Regions from separate parts of the Mus musculus genome. Here region 2 is linked to region 1. A link is a contact called in public Hi-C data. All regions are on one chromosome and are shown on one strand. Each heading gives the region's core, a stretch centred on a gene start, on an enhancer-like site or on the middle of the called end of the contact. The rest is flanking DNA. Distances are from core to core; before and after follow the strand shown. Region 1 overlaps Crppa (CDP-L-ribitol pyrophosphorylase A). Region 2 overlaps Crppa (CDP-L-ribitol pyrophosphorylase A).

Region 1 (2,981 bases), core at 246-2,745:
TTATTGTACCGACTTGATACTATTTTATTGTTCACTGTGTGTTCTAGTTCCATGGTATAAATCAGTAATTTGCAGGTGTTCTGCATCTGAACTTACTGGATGGCCCTTGGGAAGGATCTGCCATAGACCGGATATGCATACTGTGGAAGGTTACCTTACAACAAGCAGGGTGCAATTATGAGCAAGCTGTTTGCTATTAAGGAAAGTGCATCATTGTCCTTAGGTGCACTGTGGTACCCTATAGATTCTTTTTATAGAGGCTGTGCTTTAAGAAAAATTTCACAAGGTGCAACCAACCCGTTTTACAATGACCTTCAGAATTCCGAAGTCCCTTTAGATGTAAATTGGTCTTTGAGAATTTCAGCTTAGAATGGAGCTGGTCATCTTTTGCTATTTGGAGACTCTCTTCCTCCCTCAGCCTCGCAGCCCTTCTTTCCTCCCTCTTTCTCCTTTCTTCCTTACCTCTTTCTTTTCCAGTGTGAAACCTTATACAACAGTGGTGTGCATACTTCTGTTTGAACCCTTATGCATTTCCTTTGACACCAGTTATAATAATCATATTTCAGTAACCACTGCTACGTGCTATCATAACTTAGTCAAAGATATAAGGCTTAGATCTTCATAATTTGTTGAAATTGGATTTGATTTAATGTGAACGTCTAATGGCTCTTTGGTTTGGAAATGGCTTGTGTGGTGTGTGCAGTTTCTCCCGAGGGAAGAATTCCCTTGGGGCTTTGTTTTACAGCTCTCACATTCCTGCCTGCTCTGTTGAGCCTAATGAGGTTTATCTGTCCTTTAGGTGACCTACAAACAAGACCTGTGTGCAGCTGAAGCCATGATTAAAGGTGTGTTCAACCTTGTGACTGTCAGCGCCTGAGCTTCAGATGTGAGGCCACTGAGGATTTCTAGAGACAGTTAAATCCCAGACATTTTAGGTGGACAGATGTTTGGCAGCCACGGAGATCTCTGATTTGTGTTTTGAAAATTGCATTTTATTTTGTTTCCTGCTTGTGAAACACCACTTATTATACCACATTGATTTTAATTTTCATAAAAGAAAGACTTCAGCCTATTAAGTATGGAGCATCAATCCTATCAGAAAGGGAACTATATATACTGATATTTCAATAAGCCTGGGAAGGTCCCTCCTGTTTAATGTATGGAAGGCTGTCCCTGGCCTCTGCACTATCCTGTCAGAGCATCAAGGAGTGCCTTCCATATAATAGTTTGTACAACTTAGAGAATTTGAAATGGATGACTTTTAAAACAAACAAACAAAAAAATCCAAAACAAACTTATTTTTCTGACAACGCCTGCATTATATATATATTTTTTTCAAGGAACATGACCGTGTATTTGGGAATAATGCTTGCTTTTCATCACTATATTGCCCTTAAGATGCCACATAGTGTATTTAACACCCAGCCAGTACTTACTAGTGTGCTGGGAATGTAATCAGCACACAGAAAGGGAATTCTCTCTGTGTTCTGCAGGCTCTATGGTTCCAGTCAGAGTTCTCAAGCTCAGCCGCATCCTGGATGTGTAGGAGATCCTTGGATCTCAGGAGGGTTTAGTGCGTTGTCTGGTAGTACCCAAAGCCACACACACCACTGAGGTGCCCCCTCAGTGCCACACTGCCCCCTCTCCTTTACACCATGTCTGTGGCCATGAAAATTATCTCATGAAACTGTCAAATGTCACAGGGGATAAAGTTGTCTCGGATTGAGAACTCCCTTTTAAACATCCGATTTTAGTAGTGAGACAAGGGGTGTTCCCTCTGTCCTCGGGACAACAGGAAGCTGGTGACTGTTCTTTTCCAAATTAGACTCTGAGCAAAATGATAACGCTCAAGTTTCGGGTGAGAAGTAAAGTTTTAAATTCAGTCTCTTGCTGGGGTGGGTAGCCCTTGACCCAGATGTGTAGCTTCCTTTTAGAGTTGTAGGCAAGCAGTTGGCTCGCATGTGGAAAGCTGAGCTCTCTGTAATTGTGAGACTGTGTTTTAGTTACCCTCAGATTTGTTTTCCTTCAAGAATATTTTGTTTCAAACAATTAATGTCATATAATTTGTGTTTCTGTGCTTGTAAATAGTTAATCTATAACCATAAATCAAAAAGTTGACATATATTTACGTATCAGCCAGGCAATGTATAAATATTTCTTTGTGAGCAGTTGGCAAAGTTGTGCTGTGGTTGTTTATGCTTTTAACATAAAGACGTAGAAAACTCAGTTTGATTGTACTTCTAAGGAAGCTGTGCATTGCTTAGGGAGAGGGGCAGTGTGAGCAGCAAGGAGATTACTGTCTCAACTACTGATTTTCCAGGTTGTAATACTTTCCCCACATATTATCAGAGCCAGCAGCCATGCAAAAACAAATATTTTAAGCTATTTGTTATCTTGTTTAGGTAACAGTTTCTAACGTGGTATTTTCAAGGTGTTCTAGTTTATTCTGAGTGAGCTTACATGACTAGGTTTAAGCAGTTGACTTAGTTGGAAACTAAATAATGAGCTTCCTTATTCTTTAAGGCATTTGTTTCTAGGACTTTAGAGGCGATTCTGATGTTACTGGGCCTACATAGGTCCACATTTCTGGGGCCTTCATACTCTCTAGGTAGCCAAGTCAGTAGTCATGTGATTTTTAGACACCCTGAGATTATAGTCATCAATCCCACTCCCATGTGAGTCAGAATGTGTTTTGCTAAGAACCCAAGTTAATTGCATTATAATTCATATTTGAGAAACATTGGTTAAGGCTGCTCCTTATAATCTCCTATAGGTCACATCTATCTAAGCTATTTCTACTGCATTTCAAATTCAGAGTTTTGCTATAGTCTTTCAAGTTTAAATGTGTATTTCTTTACTTCCTTCCTGATTTGTACTAAATACCAACACTGATAATTAAAGTACATTTGGAAACAGGAGAAAGAAAACTTGGAGTGTTACTTTTGGACTTTTGAAGTTGTGAGACACAGCAGTATGTGGTA
Region 2 (2,981 bases), core at 267-2,766, 190 kb after region 1:
GTTCAACAAAATGGCAATTCTTTGTATTTCTTTCTATTGAATATGTAATAAGGGTTTTGTTTGTTTGTTTGTTTGTTTGTTTTGTTTCTTAAACTCCAAGCCAGCCCCACTTTTCCTTTGTGGTTCTTAGGGATTGTTTCCCATTCTCCTGATTCTCCTGTTTCATTTGCAGATGACTCTTGTGTGTTTAGACCCACACTCACACATCCTGCATTGTCTTTTCATGGATGCCTTCCGGGCCCATCAGGTTAATCCATAATGGACTGGGTTGTTCTAAACACCCAAAGCCTGTGATTGGAGAATCACACCTGCACACACATGCACACACACTCACACATCAGTGACATCTACTTGCTCTAAAGTCCTCTGGTGATGACAGAGAGCCAGACTTTCTTTTGATAAAAGCTTGGCTTATGAATGTCTTTTAGTCCTGTAAAATCCAGCCCTTTGCTTTGGTGTTCCCATGGTGGCTTTTAGTTTTTAATTCAACCTGGCAAATTTTGTGTTTCTGTCTATGAACTTTGTGCATTTATATTTGGACTTATTTTGTTCACCTGGTTGTTTGCCTTTGCCGAGGATTTTTTCTTAACATTTTAATTAAAATTGTTTTCTCCCTTTTTATTATTTTTGTTACTTTTTACTTTTCATCTTCAAAACATCTCAGTTTTACCAAAAGAACGTAGGAACAATACAAGGAACTCATGCATACCCTAGAAGCAGAATTTTGTACGCAAATCAGGAAGTTAATATTGATGTGACTCCATTATTTAATCTTCAAGTAGGATCCATCTCCCTTTTTAGGTTTTGAAAACATATGTTGCAGTTTGTTTTGTCAACCGCTTTAATCTGTGGCGTATCTTTGGCCTTTCATGGGCATGCACTTGAAAAATATTATTTGTCTGTATATTCACTGTTGATTTTTGTGTGTGTGTTTATATGTGTGTTTTGCATATATAAGTTGTACGTGCAAGTATGTGTGTGTGTGTGTGTGTGTGTGTGTGTGTGTTTGTGTGTGTGTGTGTGTGTGTGTGTGTTGGGAGTATGGAAGCTATGGAGAATGTCCAATCTACTGCTCTATCCCTCTCTGTTGTACACTCTTGAGATAGGGTACCTCACTGAACTTGCAGCTAGGCTGGTAATCAGAAGCCCCCAGCTGTCATCTTCTCCTGTCATCTTCTCCACTGCCACCTACAGGCCCCTTCATACACACAGCCAGGTCTGGGCTTTTGTGCACTGCATACATCCATGCCTGACTTAAGCTACCTCCAGCGATTTAGACTCGAATCTTCCGTACTTACATAGCCATGGTTCAGTCTCCAGTAGGACAAATATCAGATAATTATTTTGTGTAAAATGGCCAGTTAGGTTTCTGTGCTGGTTAGTTGCCATGCCCCCCCCCCCCCACTCCCGCCATGTGACATAAACTGAAGACACCTGGGAAGCAGGACTCTCAACAGAGGAGAAAATAAGCCCACTCAATTTGCTTGTGGGCAAATCTGTGGGAGCATTGTCTTGATTGCTAATTAATACAGTGCCTAGCCCACTGTAGGCATGGCCACCCTTGGGCAGGTGGGCCTGAGCTGTATAGGAAAGGAAGCTGAGAAAGCTAGGAGAAATAATCCACTAAGTAGCATTTGTCTGGGAACCTCTGCCTCAATTCTCAGCTTCCTGTTTATGTCCCTCCCCTGGCTTTCCTTGACAGTGAACTGTGATGTGGACGTGTAAAGTAAATGAATCCTGTCCTCCCCCAAGTTGGATTTGGTCAGTATTTTATCCTGGCAACTGAAAGATAGTTTCCTCATCAATGACCTCAGTATGTTCATTTTCAACAAGAATGTCGGGCTTATGTGACAGTGCGCTGCAGACTGAGGTGTCCCCTACAGTCTCCTACTTTATCTTTAATTTCCTCGATGGAAATTCGATAGTAGAGTTGGTCAAATATTTTCTCTTTTGTGTGACAACTGTAGGTGTTACATTCTCTCATCCTCCTTGTGGGCTTGCCTTGTTTACCTAAATCAATGCTGCCCTCTTCTGTTACAGCAGCAGAACCAAATGGCATTAAATACGCGGTCCTGAGTGAAGTTAGTGGAAGTTGTGTGTTTTCCAGTTGCTTAATTCTCTTTGTTCTTCTGGACCCTAGCTTTTCTGCTCTAGCTTCTCGTCAGTACCCAGCTGCAAAAAAAAATTCCTGCCTCTCTCTGCGCTCTTCTGTTCCAGGGGAAGGCTGTCAGTCAAATCAAGGGCTGTTTTATGCCCCTCCCCTTTATGAAGGTGATGTCCTCCCTCATCTCTATTGGGCTTCTTGTGTGTGTGTGTTGTTGTTGTTGACTTTAGATCAGCCTCCACCCTTCATTTTTCTCTTCCTTCTCTAGTGGCATGGGAACTTTTTACAGTTTAGTGCCCCGTCGTTTTCTTTTTCCTTTAATTAAGTCATTTTGACATTCAGGATTTTCACATCATCCTTTTGTATTCAGGAGGCCGGGTTCATTTGGTCTTTTTGATCTTCTCCTTGTTTTAGGAGAAAATACTGAGACCACTGCTACTGGCTTTAGCTACCTGGAGGGTGGCCTTCGTGGTTCGTTGCCCCTTTACTAAATCTCTTCTGATTAAGAAGTTTCTCATCTTACCTCCAGACAATTTGATTTATTATCCATATTTATATGAATGTTTAAAATTAGTATTTTAACTAGCCTTCGTTTATGTCACCCTTTTTAATTAATCATTTTATTCGTTTACATTTCAAATGTTATCCCCCTTCCTGGTTACCACTCCACAGCCCTCCATCTCAGGTCCCCTTTCTCCCCTCGCCTTTGTCTCTATGAGGGTGCCCCTCCATCCACTCATGCACTCATGCCTCACCACTCTAGCATCCCTCTAACCTGGGGCATCAAACCTCCATAGACCAAGGGCTTTGCCTCCCACTGATGTGAGATAAGGCCATCCTCTGCTATATATGTATCTGGAGCTAGCAGTCCCTCTTC

The links. Hi-C and Micro-C count contacts between places; a contact is called where the count stands out from the background.
Region 2: a contact with region 1 is called in a Hi-C map of cranial neural crest, with 2.7 times the contacts expected there. The contact joins two enhancer-like sites. A contact is called at or near these places in 2 of 484 Hi-C or Micro-C datasets (cortical neurons and cranial neural crest).

What each region holds. Positions count from the first base shown.
Region 1 is chr12:36,475,901-36,478,881 of GRCm38.p6, forward strand. It overlaps Crppa (CDP-L-ribitol pyrophosphorylase A), which reads left to right. Exons shown (of 10, transcript NM_178629.6): 5 at 800-845. Among named protein-coding and RNA genes, the nearest start is that of Crppa, 96 kb to the left of the region's middle. Within about 2 kb of position 1,496, at least 19 of the 459 cell types and tissues checked have an H3K27ac peak or open chromatin away from gene starts, as enhancers often do.
Region 2 is chr12:36,669,150-36,672,130 of GRCm38.p6, forward strand. All of the region lies in intron 9 of Crppa (CDP-L-ribitol pyrophosphorylase A), which reads left to right. Among named protein-coding and RNA genes, the nearest start is that of Mir5099, 150 kb to the right of the region's middle. Within about 2 kb of position 1,517, at least 3 of the 459 cell types and tissues checked have an H3K27ac peak or open chromatin away from gene starts, as enhancers often do.